Linked DNA regions of Mus musculus: regions 2, 3, 4 and 5 are each linked to region 1. Evidence: chromatin contacts called from public HiChIP or PLAC-seq and promoter capture Hi-C data. All regions are on one chromosome and are shown on one strand. Each heading gives the region's core, a stretch centred on a gene start, on an enhancer-like site or on the middle of the called end of the contact. The rest is flanking DNA. Distances are from core to core; before and after follow the strand shown. Region 1 holds the start of Birc5 (baculoviral IAP repeat-containing 5). Region 2 holds the start of Cbx2 (chromobox 2). Region 3 holds the start of Prcd (photoreceptor disc component). Region 4 holds the start of Cbx4 (chromobox 4). Region 5 holds the start of Ube2o (ubiquitin-conjugating enzyme E2O).

The links. Promoter capture Hi-C pulls out the DNA fragments that hold promoters and counts their contacts. HiChIP or PLAC-seq counts read pairs in DNA pulled down with a chosen protein or histone mark.
Region 2: a contact with region 1 is called in a promoter capture Hi-C map of liver, with 3 times the contacts expected there. The contact joins the promoter of Cbx2 here to the promoter of Birc5 in region 1. A contact is called at or near these places in 2 of 39 promoter capture datasets (the C10 cell line and liver) and 1 of 115 datasets of contacts at active chromatin or transcription factors (pancreatic cancer cells).
Region 3: a FOXA1 HiChIP or PLAC-seq map of pancreatic cancer cells shows a contact between it and region 1. The contact joins the promoter of Prcd here to the promoter of Birc5 in region 1. A contact is called at or near these places in 1 of 39 promoter capture datasets (hippocampal neurons) and 1 of 115 datasets of contacts at active chromatin or transcription factors (pancreatic cancer cells).
Region 4: a contact with region 1 is called in a promoter capture Hi-C map of liver, with 4 times the contacts expected there. The contact joins the promoter of Cbx4 here to the promoter of Birc5 in region 1. A contact is called at or near these places in 1 of 39 promoter capture datasets (liver) and 1 of 115 datasets of contacts at active chromatin or transcription factors (pancreatic cancer cells).
Region 5: a promoter capture Hi-C map of liver shows a contact between it and region 1, with 4 times the contacts expected there. The contact joins the promoter of Ube2o here to the promoter of Birc5 in region 1. A contact is called at or near these places in 3 of 39 promoter capture datasets (hippocampal neurons and liver).

Annotation. Positions count from the first base shown.
Region 1 is chr11:117,847,884-117,850,583 of GRCm38.p6, forward strand. It overlaps Birc5 (baculoviral IAP repeat-containing 5), which reads left to right and starts at 1,354. Exons shown (of 4, transcript NM_009689.2): 1 at 1,354-1,578; 2 at 1,871-1,980. The coding sequence starts at 1,468.
Region 2 is chr11:119,021,593-119,024,292 of GRCm38.p6, forward strand. Cbx2 (chromobox 2) reads left to right here and starts at 1,429. Exons shown (of 5, transcript NM_007623.3): 1 at 1,429-1,588; 2 at 1,666-1,709; 3 at 2,583-2,648. The coding sequence starts at 1,517. Gm35829 (a long non-coding RNA gene) reads right to left here and starts at 2,247. Exons shown (of 3, transcript XR_389218.4): 1 at 1,681-2,247.
Region 3 is chr11:116,655,700-116,658,437 of GRCm38.p6, forward strand. Prcd (photoreceptor disc component) reads left to right here and starts at 1,409. Exons shown (of 5, transcript NM_001163318.1): 1 at 1,409-1,608; 2 at 1,839-1,907. The coding sequence starts at 1,538.
Region 4 is chr11:119,084,883-119,087,582 of GRCm38.p6, forward strand. It overlaps Cbx4 (chromobox 4), which reads right to left and starts at 1,355. Exons shown (of 5, transcript NM_007625.2): 1 at 1,067-1,355; 2 at 875-918. The coding sequence starts at 1,135.
Region 5 is chr11:116,580,090-116,582,912 of GRCm38.p6, forward strand. It overlaps Ube2o (ubiquitin-conjugating enzyme E2O), which reads right to left and starts at 1,358. Exons shown (of 18, transcript NM_173755.3): 1 at 923-1,358. The coding sequence starts at 1,324.

The DNA.
Region 1 (2,700 bases), core at 104-2,603:
GGAACAGCAGGGGGAGGAGCAGCCTCTTCAGAGCACCCCTGTCTCTCTCAGGGCTCAAGGCATTTATACCCTCTAAAGACTTCCCAGAATTCCAAACAATAAACGCTCTCCTGAAGTTGGCAAAAATCACACCCTTGCGCAAGGCAAACCCTAATTATTTGCTGGGAAGCCACCTCTTACTCCACACCTGGGATTAAAACAAAAACACATTCATAAAACATAACTGGGCTTTTAGAGAAACTCAAATTCTCACTACAGGGAAGAGTCCTATCTGAACCGGGCCATGAGAGAGGAGAGGAAGAGATGAGAGAGGGAAGAGGACCAAGAGAGAAGTGGAAAGTTTCAGACCAAGGGAGCAAGCTGTAGAAATGGCTGGTCTATACAGGGAAGAGAAGCTCAAACGCTGGACTGGTGAGGTTTAGGATAGGGGCAGGGTGAGAAGAGCTGGGGGGAGCCACAGGAATTGATACTTGATCCATGTTTCTTCGGGACGTGACAAAACCCCTCTTGTTCCAGCTGCCTATGTGGTATGATCTGTTCTTCCTCACAATCTGTGAGGTGGCCTGGAGCTCATTGGAGGCCCACTGGCAGGAAGCCTACTGAGATTTATTGAAAAGGAAACCGAATTATCAGGGCACTCGTTTGCAACGCCAACCTGGGCTGTGTTCGGGGCATGCCCAGCCTGCTGTCTGCAGTGTGAAGCTCTTTAGAAGCCACTGCAACCACAGGCCGCCCGACAGGAACAGAGACACTGAAAACGGGCCCGCAGCAAGGCAGGCTCAGCAGCCAACAGTCACACCCAGGAAGCAGTATTTTTCTTCTGCTCCTGGACTCTCTTGCGGTGTATGGCTGCTTCCCTTTGGTCTGAGCCAGGCCGATGGTCTCAGAAATAGACACCCATTGACTTTCTTTTCCAGCGCTGGGACATACAGACCCCGCCTCCATCCCAGGGTGTCTATAGGAAGGATGGCGGCTGCTGCAGGGAGGAGGGTCTCCTGTCTTCCTAAGGGCGCCCCTCCACCAGCCTGTGGGTGGGTCCGAGGCACTTCCATTCCGATATCTAGCTGGCCAAATCCTGCAAACCTTGAGGCAGGAAGAACCTGCAGAGCACATGGGACTTGCAGCGGACATGCTTTAAAGAGGTGCCCCAGGCCCGTCCACCGCCCTCGGCCACCCTCCGTGTCCTCTGGGGAGCAGCTGCGGAAGATTCGAGTCAGAATAGCAAGAAGGAACCGCAGCAGAAGGTACAACTCCCAGCATGCCCTGCGCCCGCCACGCCCACAAGGCCAGGCGCAGATGGGCGTGGGGCGGGACTTTCCCGGCTCGCCTCGCGCCGTCCACTCCCAGAAGGCAGCGGGCGAGGGCGTGGGGCCGGGGCTCTCCCGGCATGCTCTGCGGCGCGCCTCCGCCCGCGCGATTTGAATCCTGCGTTTGAGTCGTCTTGGCGGAGGTTGTGGTGACGCCATCATGGGAGCTCCGGCGCTGCCCCAGATCTGGCAGCTGTACCTCAAGAACTACCGCATCGCCACCTTCAAGAACTGGCCCTTCCTGGAGGACTGCGCCTGCACCCCAGAGCGAGTGAGTCCCAGCTTCCAGCGACTCCACCCTGGGCCCGACGGTGCCTTAGTTGTGTGACCCGGGATCAGAACCCGCTATCCCCACCCTCGCTTCGTACTGTTAGCCAGGCTGCTTTGCTCTGCTCTGTCCTCCACGAGGCCACCCCCCCCCCCCGCTCTCCCCACCCTCTGCCTGAACCACTGTTAGCCTCCGGGCCTCTTCCCACTGTCCTCAGTTCTCGGCCCGGAACGATCTCTGGGAATCATGGGATAAGGTCAGACTGTTGATCCCGCTCACGAGCTGTCATTTTCAGATGGCGGAGGCTGGCTTCATCCACTGCCCTACCGAGAACGAGCCTGATTTGGCCCAGTGTTTTTTCTGCTTTAAGGAATTGGAAGGCTGGGAACCCGATGACAACCCGATGTAAGTCCCACAGGCTACTCTCGGTGGGTTTCCTGGTGTTCCCCTTCCATTGAGAGCCTTTTGGGTTGAACTGGAGTTGGGACAAACCATTTGTATTTAGTAGAAGAGCATGCTTCTTGCTCAAGTGTTCCAGTTATACAGCTCAGACTAGTCTTGAATTCTCAATTTCTGCCTTGGTTTCCTGAGTGTTGCCAACATGCATGGTTTTGCCTGAGGTTTTTTTGTTGTGTTTTGTTTTTGTTTTAAAACAGGGTTTGTCTGTGCAGCCTTGGCTGTCCTGGAACTCACTCTGTAGACCAGGCTGGCCTCGAACTCAGAAATCCGCCTGCCTCTGCCTCCCAAGTGCTGGGATTAAAGGCGTGCAGCACCACTGCCCAACCAAATTTTTAAATATGTTATTATTACTTAATTTATATTTCTATTTGTGTATGTTTGGATGTGGGTGTCATGGTGGATGTTGGTGTCAAGACAGCTTGGGGGGATAACTTCTCTCTTATTGTGTTGGTCCCTGGAATTGAGCTCAGGTGAGCAGGTTTGGCAGCAAGCATCCTCACCTGGGCCATTTCAGTGGCCCCTGTTTGGTTTCAGACCCCAGGAGTAGGAACTGAGGTGCTTATTCTACATATCAAAGCAGACCTGGACTCCAGGCTCTCCCAGCATCCCTCACTCCCTCCCTGGCATACTTTGCCCCCAACTCTGAACTTCCAGCCCAGGAACTGG
Region 2 (2,700 bases), core at 179-2,678, 1.2 Mb after region 1:
GCTACTTCTCGCCAAACAAGAAAGAACTGTATTTTTAAAGTTCTTTGCTCTTAAAAAATAAGTAAGCAACTGTGTTGGTATACCCTGTTCCAGAAAGGGAATAGTGGGCAGATTCTAACAGTAAATGTGACACCCCATAGAATCCCGAAGCGCAAGCAGCAGTTGAAATGGATCCAGCTATTTATAGGATTACAATAAGCACACCTTTGTACAGCGCAACCATTTACTGCCCAGCTGATCTGAACAGGGACAAAAAGAGCTGTCTGGGAGACTTCAGCGGCTCTCTTCCCCCTTGCTTCATCCACTACTGCACCAAGCACCTAAATGAGCAATCATTGCGCTCTCAAGAAGGAAAAAAGAAGGAAAAAAAATGTCTCTTTCCCTGCCCCCTCTGCAAACAGCTGCGAGCTCTTTCCAAAGCAGATTTAACCAACCAACTAAACTGAAGAATACCCTAAAACCCAGTGGTTTCCCGATATTCGTTTCTTAGGGCAGAAAGCTTTACAACCAAAAGATATTACTCCTTCATAAATAGGTTCACGGTTACGTGAAGACAAGGTCCTACAAAGGTGTGACTTTGGATTCGCAGCCTGTTCAAGAAAGAGGCAAAACCAGAAAGCGAATTTTCATTGGATTCTGCTTTATTAAATGAGAGAACGCTTCTTTCATCATGTGCTTGACTCGCTTCAAAACTTACAAAGGAGACTGTTCAACGGAATTTATGTCTGAGCGGGAAAATAAATGGGTAGGGCGCCTAAGCCATGGCGACCTGGGAGGACCGGGGCCACCCCTGGAAATTGATCCAAAGGACTTTACTAGCAGAGCTAGCAAGCAGTGACAAGAATCCAGTTACACCCAAGTCTGCACACCGATCCCTCTGGCCCACGTCGACGTCACCAAAATCGTGAAATAAACTAAGAAAAAAATCAAGTTGGTTGTGTCCCCACGCGCGTACTAAAAGTCGGGGAACTAGGTCCCATTTTCACAACTCTTTAGTTAAGAGTTCGGAGTTCAGTCTTCTTCCAGTGACCTGAATTTTTCATCTACAACCTTAAGTAGAGTTTCGAGGCTCCTTTTTCGGTGTCCCCTCCCGAACCCCGTACTTTTCCACTCTTTTTGTACCCCTGACTGGTAGAGGACTAGTGGGGAGCAGCGCCCCTCACTGGCGGGGGCAAGAAGCGCCGCGTGCTCCCCGCTTCGCCGCCCTCTGGCCAAACAATAGCTTTCCGCAGGGACCTGCGATCCGGAGCGGCCGGACCCCAGGATTCCCGGAGCACGCAGCCTCCCGACACAGTGCAGAGAGCGCCCAACCCCACGGACTGGTCCCCGCCGCGGCTACCACGAACAATGCGCGCCCCGCCCCGCGCGCCCGGCGCGCCTATTGGCCCGGCGGCTGCGGGTAGAGCAGCGCGGGCGACTCCGGCGCGCGTGCGCGGGGCGGGGCGCGGCGGGGGCGGCGCTTTGTGTGCAGCAGTGAGCCGGGGTCTGCGGGGCGCGGGCCGCGGCGGGCGGCGGCATGGAGGAGCTGAGCAGCGTGGGCGAGCAGGTCTTCGCCGCCGAGTGCATCCTGAGCAAGCGGCTCCGCAAGGTGCGTGAGCCCCCGCCCGCTCCCCGCGTGCGCCTGGCGCTCTGCGGGGCTAACCGCCCGCTCTTATCTCTCCGCAGGGCAAGCTGGAGTACCTGGTCAAGTGGCGCGGCTGGTCCTCCAAGTGAGTCTCCGGTGCGCGGCCGCCTTCCCGCGCGCGCCTCCCGGCCTGGGTGGGAACCCTCGCATCGCAGGCCCGGGCGGGAAGTCCTGTGCCTCGGGACCCAGAGGACTCTGGCCGACTGGCGCTGCCCTTTGTTTACGAGCCCACGGGGAGCGAGCAGGGCGGCCTCCAGCCCCGAGTCCCTGGAGCCCGGCCCGCCTCCGCGCCGCGCGCTTCTGGCGCCCATTTGTTGCATGCGCCCCCGCCCAGGAGCTGGCCGCGGCTGGCGCGGGACGCGGGCCCCCTCCCCTTGCCCAAGTTATCCTGCTGTAACCTGAGCTTCCTACTGGTGGGAGGGCTCCCCCACCTACTCCTACCCCCGGCCCGAGCTTGCTTTCTTCTCAATGAGGGACGGGGACCCGGCCTTCTCCGGAAAGGGCTTCCTTTGTAGCTGCCCCGCCACCCTCCTTCCTGAGCCCCATCCCCTCCAGATACCACTCCCCAAACCCGGTGCCCTGCCCGCGCTCTCGGTGGTATCCTCCACTTTGTTCCGTCTGTGCCCCCCGGCTCCCCCTCCCCTACCTGCCTTCCCTCCCCTCCCTGGCTCCGGGCCAGGCCCAGGGGATTCCCTCGGCAGCTTTGCTCTTTGTTGGGGTTTGTTTTCCTCCCAGTGTAGACTGTCGAGTCCTCTCCTGGCCTGCTGGGGTTTGAGGTGGCAGTTTGCCTGTGGGTTTGAGGCTGGGATGCTAACTAACTTTAAGGACTTCTAAGACCTCAGAGGACAGCCTCTGCCGCAGTGCCCCTTGTCCCAGCGGGGCTGTGGGAGCTGTCCCCGGCAGCCCACCTGGATGCTGCTCACCAGCCCGCCCACCCCCCTTTGCTTTGCTTTTCCAGACACAACAGCTGGGAGCCAGAAGAGAACATTTTGGACCCGAGGCTGCTCCTAGCCTTCCAGAAGAAGTGAGAACTCTGGAGGAGGGGAGAGTTGGGTGGAATTGGCTGGTGACACAGT
Region 3 (2,738 bases), core at 159-2,658, 1.2 Mb before region 1:
AGGGTTAACAAGAACCTTTATAGGCCCAGCAGGCTGCTCCCTGGAGCTCAGGGTTGGGGTGTCTGATGTTACTCCTGGCCAGGAGACATTACCTCCCACCTTGTTTAGGAAGGAAAACTGAAGGTCCTGGAGAGGTGATGGCCCAGGTGGGTTTAGGTCCCAGCATCACTCAGCCCTTGTCTCAGCCCTGTGTTGCTGACTCAAGCCCTACTGCCCAAGGCAGCTAGTTGCCCAGGAGGTCCAGGTGGGATGTGCAAAGAGTATTTCTATCGATTCTCAACTTCTCCTCTGACTGTTGTATCTCCATAACATAGGATTATATTGGTACAGTAGTCTAGTATATAATTGATAAGCTTATAATTTGTATCTAAATTACATAAGATTGTTATATAAGATAGAATTTATAGTTCTGTCTGTGTGCACACCTCGACTCTGCCTTTTACTGCAAAGGGAGTGTAATTAGGAAAGCTCAGAAGGTGCAGGGGAGGCCTGGTGCACGCGCACGCATGCACACACACACACACACACACACACACACACACGCACACACACACGCACACACACATGTGCACGCACACACTCTCACACACATGCACATACTCTCACACACACGCACACACGTGCTCGAGCACACACACACACACACTCACACACACACACACACACACACACACACACACACACACACGCTCTACTCTCTGGTCCTCCTGGTCCCATCATCCATCTCTTCTCCTCTCTGCCATTCTCTCCTGCCTTGGCTGCGACAGTGCAACTCCCCTGCCTCGCAGCCTCGGTCCCTGAAGACTGGCAAGCTTTCATGTCAGCAGCCCGGCAGAGTTGGCTGAGGGCCCGTCCTTCTCTGGCACCTGCACGTTCAGACACCTCCTGTGATAGCTCACTCTTTCTCTCCCGTATGGGAGACTGAACTTAGGGCCTTGGAACCCCAGGCAAGTACTCTGCTACAGAGTTATCGCCTCAGAGCTCTTTGAGACACTCTCATTAGGTTTCCCAGGCTGGCCTCAGAGCTCTCTGGAGCTCAGCCAGGCTTTGAACTTGAGGTGCTCCTCCCCTCCCCAGTGGCTTACAGGTCTTTGTCACCGGGCCAAGGCCCCAGATCCTCTTTGAAGCTATCCTTGATGCTTCTAAGTCCTCAAGTGCTCTGCAGGTACATTTAACAGTGTATGGAAGTAGCTCACTTAGCTCGATTGCACTACGTGCCTTGATGCCAAAGCCCGGATAGTAGTGAATGTTCTGGGTAGAACATTCTGGAGGGGCACTCAGGGTTACCTGGCATGCCTTGAAGGAGGCTGACTTACTCTGCCACTAGAGGGGAGATCTTGGGCCTGGTGAGTTTAATCTCTCTTCACAAGGTCAGGTCTGCCCACTCCACTAATCAGCTTGAACGTCCTAATCCCTTCCCAGGAACTTCAGGAAACACAGCGGTGGCTTGGGAGAGGTAGGCTGGCCATTGTGGCTCCCCGGCCCTGTGGCCTTCTTCAGCGGAGTTGGTCGTCGGTGGGGATGGGGCAGCTGAGCCATGTGCACCACCCTCTTCCTGTTCAGCTTGGCCATGCTGTGGCGCCGTAGATTTACCAACCGAGTGGAACCGTGAGAAACTGATGGGGCTGTGGATTGGGGTCGTGGGTGGGAGGGACCACCAGGGAGAGTTACAGACAAGCTGGTCTGGAAAGGAATTCAAAGGACACCCTGGAGGGGTCCCTCTTGGAGCTAGTGGTGTGGGTTGGAGCAGCCAGTGCTGTGCTGCTGGACTGTGGTAAAGGGGTGGGGCAGGGGCTGAGCACTGCCTACAGGTTCTCTTGCCTGCTCTTCCCTTCCAGAGAGCCCAGCAGAGTGGACGGGACAGTCGTGGGCAGCGGCTCAGACACAGACCTTCAATCTACCGGCAGGTGAAAGAGAGTCAGGAGTGGGGAAAGTAGTGCTAAGGAAACTATTGGTGTGTGCGCCTGTGTTTGTGTGCGCATGCGCGCACAGGCACTCAAATACCGAGTTCTAGCCCTAGCCCTAGCCCTCACCAGTCACTCCTTGTGTAGTGGGCAGGTTAGGTGGCAGAGGGAGTCCTTGCTCCTCTTTTCTGAACCAATGCTGTGTGGCTTTGCTTCTGTGATGTGAGTGTGGGGCAGTCCCCAGGAGGACCTTCTGTTGGAGGAGCAGGGAGCAGAGGGAGGAGGCAGGAGCCACTCTGGGTCGATTTGCTGCTCTCTTGTCCTTGGCCCTCCTCCTCCTCCTTCCTCTGCCACGGACGGGCTCTGCAGCTCCGTTGCCTGAACCTCCAGCAGGATTCGCTGTCCAGTCCCCAATAGAAGGCGCAGGAGGTGCATGACGTCATCGACACTAAGTGTCATTGGCTGGGCTGCCCCTGCGGGCAGGACGCTGTCTCCAATGGCCTGAAAGTTAACTCTTCCTTAGGTTGCAGCCATGTGGCCTTTGGGGAGGCAAAGTTGTGCATTCTTCCTGACTTTTCCTTCCCTGGTTTTCCAGAGTCTCCACGCCCGTCAAGACACTACAAAAGTGTCAATTTAGTACCTATGTGTAAGGTTATGTCCCGTGGACTCCCTAGCATGGGCAGGATCCCAAGATCAACTCTCACTTTTAGTGAAAACAAAGGGCAAAAAAGATCTCCCGGGCCTTCAGGATTTGGGGCCCACAGGAGGAGGGTGTCCTTACTAACTTGGCTCAAGTCAGTGTGGGCGGGTAAACACATACCATGCCCCCTAAAG
Region 4 (2,700 bases), core at 105-2,604, 1.2 Mb after region 1:
ATTTTAAGCATGTTACTGTGACGTGTTCCAAGGCCACTTTCCTCTCCAGAAACCCTCCGTGCAAAGCAGCCCAAAAGCAAAGTCGCAGTCCCCCTCCCTATCCCCAGCCCAAGTCTCCAGTAGGGCTTCAGCTGGTCTGCATTGGACCCCTAATCCGGTAACTCACAGCTCAGCGCCCCCCTCAAGGCCCAGGAGACCGCTGTCACTGGCAAGCAAACCCCAAATACTCAGCAGTACAAAAATATGCCTCTCTTTCCCTCTCCCTCTCCCTCTCCGAGTGTGTGTGTGTGTGTGTGTGTGTGTGTGTGTGTGCCTGCGCCTGTCTCCATCCGGTGCCTTCGCATTTCAAATTAAAAAAAAAATTCCCCATCGAAAGAGCTGCAGTGACAGTTCCCAACATTTTCTGTCTTTTTTCTTCCCTACCCTGCACCACCAGGAGGGAGGACGCATACAATTGCATTTTCGTCGCTTTTAAAAAAAATTTTTTTTTTTTTTTTTGGTTTTGCAATATGGAGCCGTTCGGTGGAGGGAAAGGGGAAAGGAGCCATTTTCTGCTGCACATCAGTCAGTGCCTGCGCCCTCCCTCCCTCCGCCGGCCTCCCGGGCTCGGCCCCGCGTCTCTCCAGCTCCTCCGGCTCCTTTTAGCGCATAAATTAGTGATGGCATTTCCCGGAGAGCGGAGCACAACACAGGGCGCCCGGCTCGGGCTCGGCTGCTCCGCTTCCCAGTGCCTGCCACCGACTTCCCCACCCCCTCCTCTCTCCACCCCACCTCCACCCCGCCTCCCGTCCGCTCCCCCACCACCCCACCAGCTCCACGGGTCTGCTGGCCAGGGCGCTTGGTGCCGAGGCACCCGGCCCCCGCCGCCACTTACTTGGGGGACCAGCCTCTCCATTTCACCAGATACTCCACTCTGCCCTGTAGGGGGGGAAGAGACAGCACTCCATCAGCTTCCGCGGGATCCCCGGCTCCGGCCCGCAGCCTCCCCACCCCCTCCGCGCCTCTCGCTCGCTGCTCCCGCCGCCGCTCCCGCGCCTCGGCGCCGCCACCCGCGCGCCACCCCTACCTTGCGTATCCGCTTCTTTTCGATGCTCTCCACCGCGAAGACGTGCTCGCCAACAGCTGGCAGCTCCATGGCCGAACCCGAGCGCTCAGGGGCGCAAGCGGCCGGCGCGGCTGCAGACACAGCTAGCTCCCGCCGGCGCCCCGATACGATCCTGCGCGTGGACCTCGCCACGCGCCCGGCCCCCGCCGCCGCCACTCGCCCCTCAACAGCCTGGCCGCCGCCGCCGCCGCCGCTGCCTGCACCCGCCGGCTCTCAGCTCGCGCTCGCTCGCTCGCTCGCTCGCTCAGACAACTGAGCCCGGGCCGCCGCGGCACGAGAACTCATGCAAATCCCGGACGTCAGCGGGCGGGGCCTCGCAGGGCCCAGCTCGGCGTCAGGAGGCGGGACGCGCCTCGGATTGGCGCAGCCCGGCCTACCCGAGGCCCCCGGTCTGGGCAGCAGGGAAGGAGGAGGGCGCGGGAGGAGGCTGGGGAGGAGGAGGGCGCGGGGAGGTGCAGGGGAGGGATCTGAGAGCCGGGAAAGTGAGCTGGGGCCGCGGAATAGAGGTGTCTCTGCCTAGGCGGCCAGGGTGGGCACCTCGACCGGGCCCACTCTGATCCGCAGCCGGACACTTGGGACTCTCCCGTCCCCACCCTCGGCCTCTGTTTCTGCTTGTGCAAGGCCCGGGGATCCCTGCTGGGGGCCACGGAAGCACCCGCTGCACTTTACAGTTGCTCCCAACTACATCTGTCCAGCAGAGCTCTGGAAGCACAGGGGACTTTCCGGCAGGGGGCGGAATGGAGGCGGGGGCAGTTCAGGACCCCACCCTCGGTGCCCACCGCCCCGCCCCGCCAGTCTCTGGGCATTTAGGCCGCGAGGTGGGGAGAGAAAGAGCCAGAAGACTGAGGACTTGGACAAGTGGAGGAGCACGGAGAGGCGAAGACAGGGACAAAGAAACAGCTGGCCACGGGGCATTTAGCACTCAAGAACCTCAGCAGAAAGGGGCTCTGAATCCGATGCCACCCAAGATTCTGAACGGCTTCTAATTTACACTTGGTTCACTCATTCGCGGGGAAGGGGCAGTTTCTAAGCAAGGCCTCTTGCTTAGTCTGAGATGCTGGGAGAAGAGAGAGAGAGAGAGAGAGAGAGCGAGAGAGAGAGAGGGGGAGAGAGAGAGAGAGAGAGAGAGAGAGAGAGAGAGAGAGAGAGAGAATGAATATGGGGGTGAATGAGTCTGGGGGGTCCAAGGGGACTTCGTGGGGCTTCATGGAAGAGCCTCAAAAGTAAGAGTGGGGAGGACCAAGTAGATGTTGAGGCGGAGGGTTGGTGGATGAGTGGACTGCGAGAAGGGGAGGGGAAATGGCCAAGGAGCCACAGTGTCTTCCTGAATTCCCGTCCTCTGGTCTCTGACAGCCAAGCCCTGCTGACGCGGCCTTTGGAGCCCTGGAGTGTGAAGTTTAGCACCTCGGAGCCGGCCAGCCCCGCACGTTCAGGGGTATTCAGCGCCAGCGTCCGGCTGGGGGAGCTGCTGCGCCAGACGCGGCCTTCCGAGGGCGCCACAGTGGGCCTGGGAGATCCGTGGGGTCGCAGTGGGTAGACTTGACAGAGAACATGCCATTCTAAGTGGGAGGGTAAGGGTGTGCCTTGCCTGTGGT
Region 5 (2,823 bases), core at 108-2,607, 1.3 Mb before region 1:
AAAAACAGTGACTTAACAGCCTTCCCCCAAAGCAGATCTCTCACTTCCAGGGACCTGATTCATGCTTAGAAATGTTTCCTGATGGGGAGGGGCAGGACAGGAGGAGCTGTGAGGTAAAGATATGTGAGAGACAGATACAAAACCACACACTCAGGAAAACAAGCCTGCAAACCAATCTTGGCTTAGGTTTATGATGTCAGTCCGCTCTTGTAGAACTGCTCCATTCACAAGCCTCTTTCCCGAACAGTGGGAGAATGTGGTATTTGCTTAAGAGCCCCAGGTTAAAACCAAAAGAACGAAAAAACAAGATGCAGCTTTTCCCATTGGTCCCTCTCTCTTCTGTCCACGATTTCATAGGCCACCCCACCCCAAGAAGTCCTAGACACCCAGTCGCAGCTGCCACCATCTCCCTCAGTACTATTAATATCATGGCCCTGGACTGGTTCATCATTTCCCTCATAAAGTTCTCCGAGGCAATTCAAAGGATGCAGAGGGGTTACAACAAAAAAGACGTGGGGCCGCTGCCCCACCATGCATTCCGTCAGCATCTGCTCAACTTCTTGGGTTTTCACCTCTATCTTTGTTTTGGAATACCCACAGCCAAGCCCTCCCCGGCACGGCCTTCCCTTCGGAAAGCACAATGCAGCACGGACCTCCTTTAGCGGTGGGGGTTGTAAGCAAAAAACGCCGCACTAGTGTAACGCCGAACGCGCCTCAGCGCCCGAGGAGGTCCCCACGGGCATCCGTGCGCGTCCATCACCCCGAGGCCAACACCACAGCCGAGCATCGCTCGCAAGGCCCCTCCCCTCGCCCGGAGCAGCCCTGCCGGCGTGCGCGCCCAGGCCGGTGTGATGACGGTGCACCGGGCGACGAGGCGGCGTTCCCCTCCCCGAGCCCTGCCGACCGCCCCGGCCCGCCTCACCTTGGTCTCCTTCACATGCTGCTTGACGCCCTCCGGGTACCACTGGACGCGCACGTAGCCGCGCCGCAGAGGGCTGGCCCGGCCCTCCTCGTGGCCCGCGCCCCCGGCCTCGGAGCAGCCCGAGCTGCCGCGGCCGTCATCGTCGCCCTCCGAGTCCGAGTCCTCGCCGTGGATGAGGCGTACCAGCCCGAAGTGCACCGAGCCGCGGTAACGGCCGGACACCAGGTCGTGGGAGAACAGCAGGCGCTGTGAGCCTGCTTCGGGGCCGGAGTCGGAGGACGGCCCTGAGGCCGAGTCCGTAGCGGGCGCGGGCGGCGGGGCGGCGGCGGCGGGGGCTGCGGCCGGGGTCGGGGCGGCGGCGGCCTGGGCCTGGGCGGGTGCGGGCGCTGCGGGATCCGCCATAACTGCTCTGCGCGAGTCTCGGGCGGCGGCAGCAGCGACAGCGGCGGCGGTAGCGGCGGCGGCAGCCTAAGGCGCGGGGAGGCGGGGCCGGCGGCGCGGGGGCGGGGCCGAGCGCGCTGACGTAGGCCTGCGTGCCGCCGTCGTTAGGGCGCCGGGATGCTGTTGCTAGGAGCCGCCGCCCGGTCGCTAGGGGACGCTGAAGATGCTTGGGGCGGGGGTGGAAGGACTGCCGCGGGGCGTGGCAGGGCTGCAGGAACGAAGATGGATTAGGGGCCTGAGGAAGGGTACTGGTCTACCGGAGTTGAGGGGCGGGGACTGCACGCAAAACTGACTGTAATTTCTTAAAAAAAAATTATGCCCGGGTCTGACGTGGTGGCCACGCCTTTAACCCCCAGCTCTCAGGAGGCAGAGGCAAGCCCATCTCTGTTTTAGGCCAGCCTGGTCTCAAAGCAAGTCCAGGTTACACAGAGAAACCCTGCCTCGAAAAAGCCAAACAAGCCAAGCAGTGGTGGCGCACGCCTTTAATCCCAGCACTGGGGAAGCAGAGGCAGATGGACTTCTGAGTTCTAGGCCAGCCTGGTCTACAGAGTGAGTCCAGGACAGCCAGGGCTACACAGAGAAACCCTGTCTCGAAAAGTAAAAACAAACAAAAGAATAAAAAAGCCAAACAAAAATTTTTTAAATGCGGTTTAGTTATGACACATGCTTTTAATCCCAGCACTTGGAAGGCAGAGGCAGGAGGATATCTGTGAATTCGAGGCCAGCCATGACTTACAAAGTGAGTCTTGCAAGGCAGTGGCACACACCTTTAATCTCAGCACTTGGGAGGCAGGCGGGTTTCTGAGTTCGAGGCCAGCCTGGTCTACAGAGTGAGTTCCAGGACAGCCAGGACTAAACAGAAAAACCCTGTCTCAAAAACAAAAACAAAAAACAAAAACAAAAACAAAACCCAAAGTGACAGGGGAGGGTATAGGGGGCTTTGGGGATAGCATTTGAAATGTAAATGAAGAAAATATCTAATAAAAAATGCCTTTAAAAAAACCAAACAAAGTGAGTTTCAGGACAGCCAGGGCTACAAAATAAAACCAAAATAAATAAATAAAATTAATTGAAATTTAAAATTTTATATATATATATATATATATATATTAGAAAACCCCTGTCTTGAAAAATCAAAAAAAGGTGGGGGGGGGAGAAAGAGAGAAAGAAAGAAAGAAAGAAAGAAAGAAAGAAAGAAAGAAAGAAAGAAAGAAAGAAAAGAAAAGAAGAAAAGAAAAGAAAAGAAAAGAAAAGAAAAGAAAAGAAAAGAAAAGAAAAGAAAAGAAAAAAGAGGCAGAGTCTTACTATGCAGCCCTGACTGGCCTGGACTCTCAGAAATCCACCTATCTATGTAAACTCACACTGTAAACCAGGCTGGTTTCAAACACAGAGATCTGCCAGTGTCTGCCTCCCTAGTGAGTACTACAGGTATGTGCCCTCACTCCTAGTCAGTCAAGTTT